3 separate regions of the Rattus norvegicus genome follow, and all the other regions are linked to region 1. Evidence: chromatin contacts called from public Hi-C and HiChIP or PLAC-seq data. All regions are on one chromosome and are shown on one strand. The core of a region is the stretch at or near the end of the contact, and the rest is flanking DNA. Distances in the headings are between cores, read along the strand shown.

What was found. Hi-C and Micro-C count contacts between places; a contact is called where the count stands out from the background. HiChIP or PLAC-seq counts read pairs in DNA pulled down with a chosen protein or histone mark.
Region 2: an H3K27ac HiChIP or PLAC-seq map of oligodendrocytes shows a contact between it and region 1, with 10 times the contacts expected there. The contact joins the promoter of Acat2 here to the promoter of Tcp1 in region 1. A contact is called at or near these places in 1 of 12 Hi-C or Micro-C datasets (liver) and 1 of 1 datasets of contacts at active chromatin or transcription factors (oligodendrocytes).
Region 3: a contact with region 1 is called in a Hi-C map of hepatocytes, with 1.7 times the contacts expected there. The contact joins the promoter of Wtap here to the promoter of Tcp1 in region 1. A contact is called at or near these places in 2 of 12 Hi-C or Micro-C datasets (frontal cortex and hepatocytes).

The regions. Positions count from the first base shown.
Region 1 is chr1:50,382,417-50,386,743 of GRCr8, forward strand. Tcp1 (t-complex 1) reads right to left here and starts at 2,111. Exons shown (of 12, transcript NM_012670.1): 1 at 1,971-2,111; 2 at 934-1,019; 3 at 684-812. The coding sequence starts at 2,034. Mrpl18 (mitochondrial ribosomal protein L18) reads left to right here and starts at 2,536. Exons shown (of 4, transcript NM_001106205.2): 1 at 2,536-2,677; 2 at 2,945-3,131. The coding sequence starts at 2,626.
Region 2 is chr1:50,099,071-50,103,661 of GRCr8, forward strand. It overlaps Acat2 (acetyl-CoA acetyltransferase 2), which reads left to right and starts at 1,770. Exons shown (of 9, transcript NM_001006995.1): 1 at 1,770-1,850; 2 at 2,329-2,463. The coding sequence starts at 1,796. LOC102553528 (a long non-coding RNA gene) reads right to left here and starts at 1,880. Exons shown (of 3, transcript XR_010059062.1): 1 at 1,744-1,880; 2 at 1,276-1,445; 3 at 1-464.
Region 3 is chr1:50,068,913-50,073,448 of GRCr8, forward strand. It overlaps Wtap (WT1 associated protein), which reads left to right and starts at 2,061. Exons shown (of 8, transcript NM_001113542.1): 1 at 2,061-2,245.

The DNA.
Region 1 (4,327 bases), core at 861-3,360:
AAAGTAGAGAACACTGTGAAGAACCGTTTTTCTTAATAATAAATTTTCTTCTTTTGAGAGGAATTAGGGTTATTTTTAAGTTATATTATCTTTAAACAGACTAGATAAAGGCCATTTTCACCGTTTAGAAAACATTCAATTCTTTCACAGCAAAGGTTAAGTCTATAAATACCCCCCGCCACCATTTATTTTGCCAGGCCTAAAATCTTCCTCACCAAACAGTATTATACTACTAAGCAGATCAACTCACAAAATGTTAGGCATATTTGCTGACTAGTTATTAATACTAATATGTTAGCAAATTAACTTCCAAAAGGTTTTATTGTGAATTTCCAAGATTTCCTGTTCACACTTAAAATTCAAAAGTATCTATTAAACAATGAAGAAAAACAATTCCAAACCTGGTAACATTTTCTACATGTGAACACCATTACAGGAAGGGGGTTTAAAATAAGCCCCCAAATTCGTAGGGCTTCAGTATTTAAAGCAAGCTTGTATCTAAATCACCTTAAGTTCTTTCCCTACATAAATTGCACAAACTAGTAACAATGGTTAAATCTGAAATGTTTGCCAGACTGCCTTAAAAGCTGACTTATTTCTGACCCAGAGTATATGCTTCTCTTCATGGGGATTCAACCCTAATAAATTGACCATTTTCTAGCCGTTCCCTGGTAGCGTCTCACCACTGAGGTAGTTCCATCTCCAACTTCTTTGTCTTGCAGGTCAGCCAGTTCACACAGAACTTTGGCTGCAGGATGTTCCACCTCCAATAATTTCAGAATGGTGGCCCCATCATTAGTAATAGTTACATCCTGAAAAACACGAAGGAAGAAGGGGTTAACATGGAAACCAAGCTCCAGGTAAGAACGAAGACTTTACATTTTGTTTTTGGAATTTTAAAAATTATTTTTACCAAGAATTAGATATACTTACACCAATATCATCCACCAACATTTTATCCAAGCCAACTGGCCCAAGAGAACTTTTAACAATGTTGGCAATAGAAGCTGCAGCCATAACTGTAGGTGAGCAGTGAAAAATAATTAGAACAACGCACAAACTAAGACACCCCAACCGCCTATGATTTGCTCAAATCTACAAGTCTGTACATAATATTTAAAAAAAAAAAACCACCTAAGGACTAGTGAAGATTAACTATTTTTTTATATTGAGTAATGGTGTTGTCAACTGTTGCAAAGATTTTAATGCCTCAAAATATAAGCAATCTTAAGTTCACTACACTAGGGAAAAAAACCCTTTAAGGTTCAGCTCAGTCTTTTTCTTCAGACTCTAGCAATAGTCCACCCAGGTAAAGTAGTAATAGTTTCTAAGAGAGTTGTAAAAAAAATATAAGCAAAATATGAAGCACGTTTTCTACAAACGAATGTTTTAAAAAACAGGGTCAATCGCAGCAAATCCCGTGCTAATTCGTATTAATGTTAACCACGAGCTAATTACCACTTGATAGCATTCAATTTGCATTCCGTTAAGTTTTACTGGGGGAGCAGCTGTCAACTGCAGGTTCTGGACATCCAAGAACACGACCAGAGAAGGGAAGCAACGCAAAAGCCACTTAAACTTTATGAGCATTTTCTCATGGGCAAATGGAACCGGTGAAAGCTACTCTTTTCTGGTTATGACAGGGATGCTTGAACCCGGCTGGACCCAACAAACCGGCAGTGGGGAGTGGCAGGCATGTATGTCTAGAACTCCTCTACTATGTATCAGGGCATGCCGCCCACGCCCATCCTGAGCGCCTCCCCAAAACGTGCTCCATTCTCGAACGTTCTTCCCTTACACGGTAGGGCGCAATGGCGCCGAAACGGCCGGCCATTGAGGGCCGATCCAGGGCGGCCGGGCTTCTCCCGAGAGAACTTCACCGTGCCAAGCGGGCAGTCCCGGCCCACCGACCGCGGCTGGGCCAAGGCCTGCACCGCCCCGAGTCAGACCCAGGATTCTCCCGCCCTTACCGTTCTGGGAGCGGATCGCTTCCCCAGTGCTGCGGTCCCCGAACACGGACAAAGGACCCTCCATCTTCAGGAAACGAAGCAAATCTCACTACCAACGCAGACAACTAAGCGATAGCTCCGCTCTGAGACCGGATAGCGGCCACCACGGCGGGGACCACGGCGTGGAGAGGCCCGAGCAACGACGAGGGGCCTGCTGGGTAACACGCCCCGCCCGTTCTCCACGCTCCACCAACCGCAAGGCATGCTGGGGGAAGAGGTATGTAGAGGAGCGGACAGCGGAGGGCTGGGCGGGGCGAAGACTGAAAACGCCGGAAGTAGGGGACTGCCAGAAGCGCCTCTCTGACTTTCTGATCAATTAGAAAGTGTAGAAGAAAGGCGCGAAAGAGGCAAACGGAAATCAGGATCTTGGCCACTGCCAGCGTGTCCCGCCTACCGCCTTAACGTCTGCGGTGATTGGTGGACCAGAGATACCGATCGCTCATTCGGCCACTCAGCACTAGGGAGCTTGTTAGTTCCGAGTCCTGGAGACACCGAGGAACTGCGGGCCCCTGTTGCTTTTCCCGCAGTTAACATGGCTGCGACTAGTTATTCACCGAGACGACCGTGAGCAGAGGAAGGCAGGGCACTGTGAGACTTTGCCCACTTCCGGTCAGCGATGGCGCTTCAGCCGCGGTTCTGGAAATGTCTGTCAGTTTGCAGGAACCTGGGTAACTAATCTCGCCTCGCCTGCTTGCCTGCGCTCTGTGCACAGTACCTGCACATTTGCAAATCCGATTTTGTGTCCGATGTGGGGAAATGAACGTACCAACCGAACCTGGGTGACAGTAGAATGTTGTGGGTCTGTGGTGATAACCTAAGGTCAGACTGCCATTTCTTCCCGCTCTGGGCCTTGTGATGGAAATAGTTAGAGCTTGCCCTTCCTGTGTCCGTAGTATTCATTTTTAAAGATGCCTGTGATCGTTTCCATTTCCTAGAATGTGGGTTCGCATCCCTCTCAACCAGTTCCACGCCGGCGGTGCAACCGGATGTGGAGACTAAGGAAAATGAAGCGGTGGCCCCAGAGTTCATCAACCGGAACCCTCGGAATCTGGAGCTCTTAGGTGTAGCCCGGAAAGAACGGGGCTGGGCTACAGTGTGGCCCAACCGTGAGTTCTGGCACAGGTAATTAAAGTTGGCTTGTGACTGACTCACTGACAAAGCTGTGCATACCACCTTACACATTACTTTCATCAATCCCTGACTGACCCTGCCAGATAAGCCACAGGATGTGTCAGGAAAGTGACCTTGGAGCAAGCAACTAATAGTTGTCCTGAAGACAATTAAAAGGTAACTCGAGGTTAAAAGACTATGAAATGAGGCCGCTCTGAAAGTGACATGTCAAAAAAGCTGAGATCTGGGGGCTGGAGAGATGGCTCAGCGGTTGGGAGCACCCGACTACTCTTCCAGAGGTCCTGAGTTCAATTCCCAGCAACCACATGGTGGCTCACAACCATCTGTAGGGAGATCCGGTGCCCTCTTCTGGTGTGTCTGAAGACAGCTGCAGTGTACTTATATATAGTGAATGAATGAATCTTTAAAAAAAAAAAAAAAAAAAAAAAAAGCTGAGATCTAAAGGACAGGAAGCCACAGAATCATTTTCCAAGAAAGACATTCTAGCAGAGGATGATAGGAGGCTGGGATTGAGTGTCTGAGGAACTGACAGACCTGTCTGTGTACCTGGAGTTCAGTAAATAAAGGCGCGAGTAAAGTGTTTTGAAAATAGAGTGGTAAGTAGAGTTAGTTATTAGCTTGCACATTGGGGTAAACGATAGAGAATAAAGTTTGAGTCGTAATGAGTTTTAAGGTGGGGAATAAAAGTTAAAAGTCCCTTAATAGAAATAGGATGGGCTGGAGAGATGCTGGAGAGATGGCTCAGAGGTTAAGAGTACTAATTGTTCATCCAGAGGTCCTGAGTTCAATTCCCAGCAACCACATGGTGGCTCACAACCATCTGTAATGGGGACCCTCTTCTGGTGTGTCTGAAGATAGCTACAGTGTACTCACATACTTAAAATAAATAAATAACTCTATTTAAGAAAAGAAAGAAAGAAGATAACATTTTAAAAATTTGTATTCATTTAAAAGTTTGCTGAGGACCCAGATGGCTCACACCGTAATTCTAGTTCCCAGGGCTCTGACACCACCCCCCTTGGTGGTGCACAGATATACATCCCCAAAAAATACTCATATACATGAAAATAAATATTAAATTTTGTTTTGGGACAACTTCGAAGCTTAGACCAGGACCCTTGGCACACAAAGCTGGTGTTCTGCCTTTAAACTACTCCACAGCCCCAAGATGGCTATTAACTGAAAAA
Region 2 (4,591 bases), core at 520-3,019, 280 kb before region 1:
GCCTAAATGGAGTTCCAGAGATTTCTAGCTTAGCTAACAGAAGGTCACATTACTCCCTGTGACTTTCTTCAGTCAGAAGAAATAAACAAAAGAAGTAAATATGAGTTTGGGTTAGATGTGATAAGTTGTCATAGAAAGTTTAGAGAGGGCCAGTCTGCTCACAGGCAACAAAGTTAGGATTCCAGAGTTGTTAGCATAATGGGTGGTGACTGAAGTGATGGGGTGGGTGGACATGCTGTTTCCCAGGAAGCTGCTGCAAAGTTGGGTGAGGGGCAGTCAGAGTAAAGCCACAAAGGGGACTGGAGAGTGGCCAGAGTAGTGGGAAAGTAGAGGGCACAGGGTGAAGAGCACTTAACTGCCCCTGCAGAGACTGGGTTTGGTACCTAGCAACCACGGGGTAGCTCACAACCGTCTGCGATTCCAGTTCCAGGGGATCCAGCATCCTCTTCTTGCCTCTGCAGACACTAGGTTCGCGTGAACAGTGCACATACATGCATGCAAACAAAAACACATAAAAATAAATCATCGTTAAAGAAGGAAGCAATGTAATAAACATGGGGTCTGGAGAGGTGGCTTGGGAGTTAATAGCATTTACTGTTCTTCCAGAGAACCAGAGTTCGGTTCCTAGGACTTAGAGGGCAGCTGACAACCTGTTCTAACTCCAGTCCCAGAAGATCCAACAACCTTTTTTAGCCTACTCATGCACTGCATGGTCACACAGTACCCAGACATATACGCAGACAAAACCTCCATAGGCATAGAATAATACATCTTTTTAAAATGTAGGAAGCATGGAAGCATGGGAAATCCTTTGCATATCTTGGACCCCTGAGGAAACAGGGAACACAATCCAGAATTTAGCCTCAACTCTAGAGCCTACTTATCCATCTTATTTGATCCACCTGCCTCTCTCAAAATCTTAATTTTTCAGTTTGCTTTACTCCTGAAATAGGAGGATATACCAGTTGATCAGTTGTTGTTTGGTTTGTTTGTCTTTCTTTCTCACAACCTGTGGTGCTGTTCTCTTACTCCACTGTCCACTGACCCACTGACGGCAAGACTTGCCGAGAAAAGACTTTCCTTCCACCACAGAATTCTGCTTTCCTAAACAGACGGCATTCTCTGAGGGCCAGCAAGCTGCAGCGGTAAATCAGGATGACTCTCCTTTCAAACCACTGGGAACACTGCAGCTAGGGCTGTGCTAGGGTTGGGACTGGGGGATGGCCAGAGGGTATATGCAAAAGGTATGAATGACACAAGACAGTAAGTACTTACTTTGGTTGAGTAAGTACGAAAGGATTGGACAGCAGAGATACACTGCTCTAAGGATCTCTGTTAGTAAAGAGGCTACGCGCTCAAAAGCTGTCAGCGATGAGGAGGAGGACCTTCCAGAAGAGACTGGAGATGCCAATCCGGAAAAGGTTAAGCTAGGTCCAAAAGTTCACCTAGAAAAAAAAAAATCTCACCCTTGGGCCGTTTACAACCGACCCCACCTAAGACTTTTAGACCAGTCGTCTGCACACCACACCGCTCTTCGACACCCCTAGACTGTCTACCTCCAACACAACATCCCTGGATCCTCCACACCCCAAAACCCCGACATGGCCATGTTGCATAGAAACCCCTTACCCCAAATTCCGGGACTTAGACCCGCCCAGCGTCCTGCGCAGGCGTGAGGAGGCGTGGCGTGGAGGCCATAGTTCCGCCCCCCAGCACGGCCTGTCAGGCTGGAAGAAGTTTTACCTCAGTCGCAGAGAGCGCCGGGCTGAGAGCTAGCAGACCTCGGAGCTACAGGATGAATGCAGGCTCGGACCCCGTCGTCATCATCTCAGCGGCGCGGACCGCCATAGGTGAGTGTCCCACAGGGTCACATCGGCCTGCGACCCACCTCCCCGACAGGTGCGCGGAGACCCGAGCTCGCGTGACAGGGAGGGGGCGGCCGGCCACCGACACCACTGCTCAGTGCCCCGCGCCTCGCCCGAGGCCCCGCCTCTTGTGCTGCGATTGGTTCCTCCCAGTAGAGCCACCGCTCTGCCAATCTCACCTATTGGCTGGCGTTGGGACGCGCTCTCTCTCCTGATCGCTGATTGGTCCGCTCAGCGGTGCACCATTGATCACGCTGTGGTGGCGGGGGGCCGGGAGCTGGTGGTCTGAGCTCGTCCTCCAGGCAGGCCTTGGCCTTAGCATTGTCCTGGAAGTCGCCATCGCCGTTTCCCGCCTTGGCTCCAGCCGTTTTTATTTGGAAAGCATGTTGTTCCATCCACCCCCTCCGTGGTCCTCAGGGTGCTCTTGGTTCAGATGCCTTCCCTCTTCCCCATTCCATTATAGGTTCCTTCAATGGTGCCCTGTCCACCGTGCCTGTCCACAACCTGGGGACAACTGTTATCAAAGAAGTCCTTCAGAGAGCCAAAGTGGCTCCAGAAGAGGTGTCCGAGGTCATATTTGGACACGTTTTGACTGCAGGTAACTCTTCAATAGCCCAGGACAGGTCTGGTTCATTAGAACAGAACATTTATGCTCGCACACCCTATCACCACCACCACCACCACCACCACCACCACCACCACCACCACCACCACCACCACCACCACCACCACCACACATTGCTTTGGAGTTCCCTGTGCTAGGATTCTTTCTGTCCCTCCTCCTTCCTGTAGCTGAGGTCAAAGCTTCCTTATGAAAGTTTTCCTGAGTGATTTTAGACCAGTGGTGTGACCGCCTTTGCATTGTTAGGAGCAGGGCCAGCCTGATGCACGGGAAAGTATGCATAGTTCTCCACATACCCCTAAAATGTCACACAGTCAAGAAAAGTGTGTGGGCCTGACACTGTGCCAGAGCTGCAAGTGAGGCTGCAGCAGAGCCCTTGTCCACTTGTCATGAGATAGGCTGTCCCTCACTCCTAGGGGACTCTCTGGAGGAAGAATGCTTCATCTTACCTCTGATTTCTCCTGGGTTTGTAGAGCAGTGACTACTGTGGTCAGTTCGTGTTGATAATCGATTTGGGACCTGGGTGTGTAGCTCAGGGGTGAATTGTGCGGTTAGCGTGCATGTGGTCACGAGTTCACTCTCTTGCCCTGCCCTGTGCTCTCTCAGCTCACATGTGAATCAACTGTAGAGAAAATTGTTAACATTCAATACCAACTTCTGCTCTTCCTCTGTCCGAGACCATTTGTATGTGTGTCAGTTGGACATTCATATTTGAAACACTGGGAGCTACAATTGTTTTGATTTCAGATCCTCACCCCCTGGATTTTGAAACGTCAGTATATATGAAGTATTGTCGTTATAGAACTTGATGTCCCAATCTTTATCTCAAGAAACCAGGTCCAGCCAGCTGTCCTTCATAAGCTAGGTGGAAGAGCAAAATGGATAGTAAATAGCAGAGAGGGGAGATTTATTTAATTTGGTTAAATTGGGAGGAGATCCATGGACCCCTCCCCCAACCCATGTCCATCTTCATGCCCCGAAGTGAGATTAAACTTTAAATAGATGATTGGAGATTTGCACCTCTAAACAGTCTGGTCATGTTATCACCCCACCTACCACCATTGACCCATTATCTTGGAGCAAGTCCTCAGAGTGTGTGAAATCTTTTTTTCCTAGGAAGAAAGATCTCCTTTGCCTTGTACCAGGCTTCAACTTCTTCCTTCTCCCAGCATGAGATTCCTAGGGGACTTCCAGTTTTGGAGAGTCCGTTCTTCAAAAGTCTGATAGATTAAGGAACCCCAGTGACTCTCTTAGCACTTACAGAGATTGCTTATTTGTTAAGAAGCACTGTTCTTGTAAAGGACCCAGATTTATTTCCTTGAACTCTCTTGGATTCTTAGAGCCTTCTTCACTCTTCTAGGGAATCCAGCACCCTCTTCTGGCCTCTGTCAGTATCAGGCACCTTCAAACAAACAAACATACATACTGTTCATGGAAAACACTCATCCACATGTATATCTCACTAGGTTGTGGTACTGCATGCCTTTAATCCCAGCAGTCATGGGACAGAGGCCTGTGGATTTCAATGAGTTCAAGGCCAGCCTGGTCTACAGAGCGAGTTCCTGGACAGCCAGAGCTACATGGGGGAACCCTGTCTTGGAGGGGGCGGGGAATATTATCTTCATCTTCATCTCTGCAAGGACGGCTATATCCTGGCTGGAACCCAATCCTGAGTAGAAAATTTCGTCATCATCATTTATAGACCACCTGTTATATTCATAGTTACAACCTAATCTAACATTCAGGAATATGTGTATATGTATTCCCTATATACAGAGCCTGAACACAAAAAATGTTTATGATTTAAAAGTTTGTGATTTTGTACATGAGACCAATTTCATGTGCCCCATCTAAACATGGACACGTTTGTTCTTTTGTACTGACCAAACTATGAGTCAGACTACATCGTGACTTTAGCAGGACAGTGATGGGACAGTGATGGGTCGTGCAGTGGCATCTCAGCACTCATGGTGGTCTGTCAGTGTAACCTCAGCACTCGGAGGCCTGCCGCTGAGGATCAGACGAAGGCTGAGCTGCAAGCAAGGCCCTTAGAAGGGAGCACAGGAAGGCGGGGATGTTGTAGAATACTTGCCTAATGTTCGCA
Region 3 (4,536 bases), core at 811-3,310, 310 kb before region 1:
TTAAGACACTTTGAAATGTGTCCAAGAAGCTGGAGAGATAGCTCAGTCATTAGAGCACTGGCTGTGACTCCAGAGACGCAGGAGTTCCCAGCACCTAAATGGTGGTTCACAACCATCTATAACTCCATTCCAGATCTGCCGCCCTCTTCTGACCTCTACACCCACCAGGCACACAGACAACACTCATGCATGTAAAATAAAAAAGTTTAAATCAAAAAAAATTTTTTTAAATACAATGTGTTCAAATATGTGTATGTACCACAGTATACCACATGTATGCCCACAGACCAGAAATGGTCATCAGACCCATTTCTCTGGAACTGGAGTTACAATTATGAGCCACCATGTGAATGCTGGGAATTGAACCCAGGTCCTCTGGAAAAGCAACAAGTGCTCTTAAGTATTGAGAGCTATCTCTCCAGCCTCAAGATGATATTTCAATTTTTTTTTCTTTTCTTTTTTTTTCGGAGCTGGGGACCGAACCCAGGGCCTTGCGCCTCCTAGGCAAGCACTCTACCACTGAGCCAAATCCCCAACCCCCGATATTTCAATTTTAAATAGTGCTTCTGAACTTCTTTGGTTTTTGTATTTGTATCTCATTTGTTTATTATATATAAGTACACTGGGGCTGTCTTCAGACACACCAGAAGAGGGCATCAGAGCCCATTACAGATGGCTGTGAGCCACCATGTGGTTGCTGGGAATTGAACTCAGGACCTCTGGAAGAGCATCCAGTGCTCTTAACGCTGAGCCATCTCTCCAGCCCTGTATCTTATTTTCTTTTACACTAGAAATCTTTGGAGAAAGTAACATTGAAATGTTTGTACTACAATAAACATAACTTCAAAACCACAGCAACAATGTTATAATTACAAATCACTTAGTGAAACTGAGTGATTCTTAGGTATCCACAGGCACAGTGCCAGAGTGTGAAACTCAAAACACTGTAGCTATATATATTCTTTGTCTATGTCTCAGTTCCACTGCCAAACTGCTTAAGAGTCAATTGGTTCGTTTCAATTTACTTGACTTTGAAGGGTTTTTACCTTTTGTCTTCATAAATTTTGAACTCAGAGAAGCCTTGCTTCTACCTTTATCTCCTATAGCCATTACCACTTTTTGAGTAAGTATTAAGTTTCTGCAATATCCTTCTGTCTTCCCAGTATGTGCCTACATATATGTGTATATGTATTTCTACACATTGCTTTATTCACTCAGCCCAGTAGTAATTCCAAAGTAACACATTAACTATTAATGACTGCATCCCTACCAGGATACAGGATTTCAATGTGTATTTCCATTATAAACAAAGTTGATCCTCCTCCTACGATATATTTAAGGACATCTTCTCTGTGAATCATCTGTTCATGTCTTTTCCCATTTTCTTTAGTTTTCCAAGACCTTTTTTTCTCTTAGCCTAAGTGGAACACCATGGCTCCTCTGGTCATCTGGTCTCTACTGTAATTGTGTACTTATAAGTGATCTCAGCCAGGACACCTTCGCTGGGGATTAACTGCTCTCATAAAACCGACTAAACCTAAATATGACTGTCCCATCTGGGAAGTGCTGAAGAGACTGCAGACTAACGCCGTTCTTGCTGTAATCCAGGCGACTGTCTTACTGGAGTGATTTCTCGGACTCCAGAATCCTCACTCTGCTGCCTTCTCCGGGATTCTGGTGTGCGATCTGCCCTGGAACGTCCCACAGGCGCAGCTTCCTTGCACCTCAACTTAAGCCCAGAGACGCCACAAGGAGCAAAGCCGGCGGCCGCAGGGAAAGCGGCGGCTTCTAAGGCCCCCAAACTTAGGACGAGGGGCGCTTAGGCGTGAAGCTGCTGTCTCCGCGTTCCGGCAGCGCGAGCGGAAGCATCCTGTGCTATGCGGCCTGCAGCGAAGAGCCAATCACGCGCTCGTCGGCTCGGATTCCTCCGCCCAGGCCGTGCTGCAGCCGCAGGTGGCCCCGCCGAGCGTGTCCGGCAGCGGCCGCCGTCCCGTGATGCCTCGCGGGTGACCTCTGACCTCGCGGGCCCGCCCTTCTCTCCGGCCGCTTCCCTCCCCATCCCGGCTAAGCTTGCAGAGCCCCCACGGGGCAGGTGCGAACCTCCGCGGACGGTCTCGGTGCGGCTGCGGAGAGCCGCTTGCCCCTCCGCGCCCCGAGACCCCGAGCGGGCCGGCCTCGCCTCGTCTCTTCTGGCCGGAGGCACCGGGCACGGTGACCGAGGCGGCGCCCGAGAGGCGCGTCTCGGGTGAGTGGGCCACGGGCGGGGTATCGGCGGCGCACTCGGGGCGGGGCGCACTCGAGGCGGGGCGGGGCCGACGGCGGGGCCTGGTTTCCTCCCTCAGCGCCATTTTGTGGCTGCGAGACCCGCAAATAAAGGCTATCTCCGGGGCTGCGGCGGGAGGAGTGCGGGGGGGGGCCGGCGGCGGCGCGGCCTCGGCCTGTGTGACTGGCGGCGCCCGCGCAGCCTCGGGCTGGGAAGGTAGGTGCGGCCCGCGGCGGGAATGGCCACGAGGGCCTGCAGGGACGGGAAGCGAGGCGCGGCCGCCCTGGACCCGGCGAAACGCACTCCAGGCCCGAAGGGCGACCGGGCTTGCGGCCGCGCTGGCTTCCCGTTAGTCAGAGCGGTTTGCTGCTCGTGGGGATACTTGCACCGTTTCACAGCCATTCTGCTCCCGTTCCTGACGGCAGGGGACAAGGCGGGCGTTCCCGCGACTGGGGAGGCGGGGAGGCCGGAGGCCGCCCTCTCGGGGCTGACTGGCCATGCCTGTCCTTTCCCCGCCTCTGTCGCCCCCTCCCACCTTCCAGGGTTCGTCACCCGGGACCTAGAGGTACCGATAGTTCTGTATGACCCAAGTGATGCATTCGGTTCTTTAAAAAAAAAAAAAAAGGAATTTCACGTCACGCAGTAGCTTGTCATTGCAGCCACGTTCTCATGTGGACTTCCATTTTTACATAAGTATGCATTGTGAGAGTAGTTAATTTTTTTGACAGCTTCCTGAAATTTTTCGTGAACTTTTAGTCTAGTTTTGGATCTCTGTAAGGCTGATTTGACTATATTTAAACTTGATTTTCATAAGACAGTGCACAGTGAGAAAAGACCTAAGTTTTTCTGTTTGTGTACATATTTTCTTATTGGGGAGGGCGGGGGCGGCTAGGGATGGAACGCTAGGCCTTGTGCATGCATGTTATTAGGCCAGCATTCTGCCATTCATCTAATCCCCGAGCCCACAGTTCTTGGTTTGATAATGAGGAAGTCAGTTAATTTGACCCCAAAGGACTAAGACACTGCACACTGGTTGTAAGGATCGGTGAGCATGTTATAGTCGTAAATTGTATTTATGCCTTTTTTGTCGTTCTCACTATAGCCTCGCTTTTTTCATTTAGTTAATTTTATTATTTGGAAAGATAAGTGGAAGTCACAAATCAGTTACTACAAATTCTATTTGTTTTTCACTTTAACTTATTTATTTGAGCATCGGAGCTGGAGAGTTGGCCCAGGAGTTAAGAGTACTTTTTGCTCGTCCAGCACCCAATTGATGGCTCGTGGCCATCCTTAACTCATGTTCCTGGGAATTTTGACTTCCCTCTTCTGACCTCTGTGGGTGGCACCAGGCATGCACGTGATGCACATACATACATGCAAAACATTTACAAAAAATTTTTAAAAGTACTTAATTTTAAAACCATGCACCAGGTTTTCTCATAGGTAAATATGTAGGCATCTGAAACTATTAAAAACAGACATTTTTTGAGGTGGCTAGGTTTCATTCATTCAGCAACTATTGCTCAGGCAAGTTGGGGAAAGTTGCAGTCTACAGGATGGCTTCTGATGTGTTGGAACTGAATTTTAAGGATTTGGGCAGATGTGTTTCTGAGGGTGCTTTAGTTCTTCATTCTTAAACAGATGAGTGTGTTTGAACACTACTTAAATTATGGTTTGTAATAGCCATTTGATGTATTTGGACAGAGCATTACCATTTTCAAGGTCCCTCCTGTCTTTTTGTGTATATAATGTAGACTCTTGAAAATATTGTTAGCCGCCTAGATAATTGGTGTAAGGTGTAGTTAAATTTATCATGCTCTTTAGAAGTTTTACTTGATATGCATTCTTGTTTTTATCTCCCACTTTCTTCCTCTAAATACTTCCTATTTCTTTTCATTAAGCTTGGGAAGTTTTTTTTTTTCCAGTATTCCCATCATTGAATAAGCTATTGGTGTTAGGTGTTAGGCATTTCCATCAGACAAGATTCAGTGTTCTTTGCTTTAAAGATGAAGTTGGTAGAGTTTATTTCCTGTGTTGATTGTGTTCAGGCAGTCCTTGTTTGTATAGTGTTTTTATGGTACCAATAACAGACCTGCAGTACTTTGTGCCCTAAGCAACACTGATGTGGAAACTGAAGCCCAAAGAATTAAGTGACTTGATCACATAAACAGGAGACTGAAATAGTGTTCTGATTTCTAACAAGTCCCCTTACTCCTGCAGTGCTGAGGCTCCAGCACTGCCAGACGATGCCATTTCTTAACATCCACTGTGAT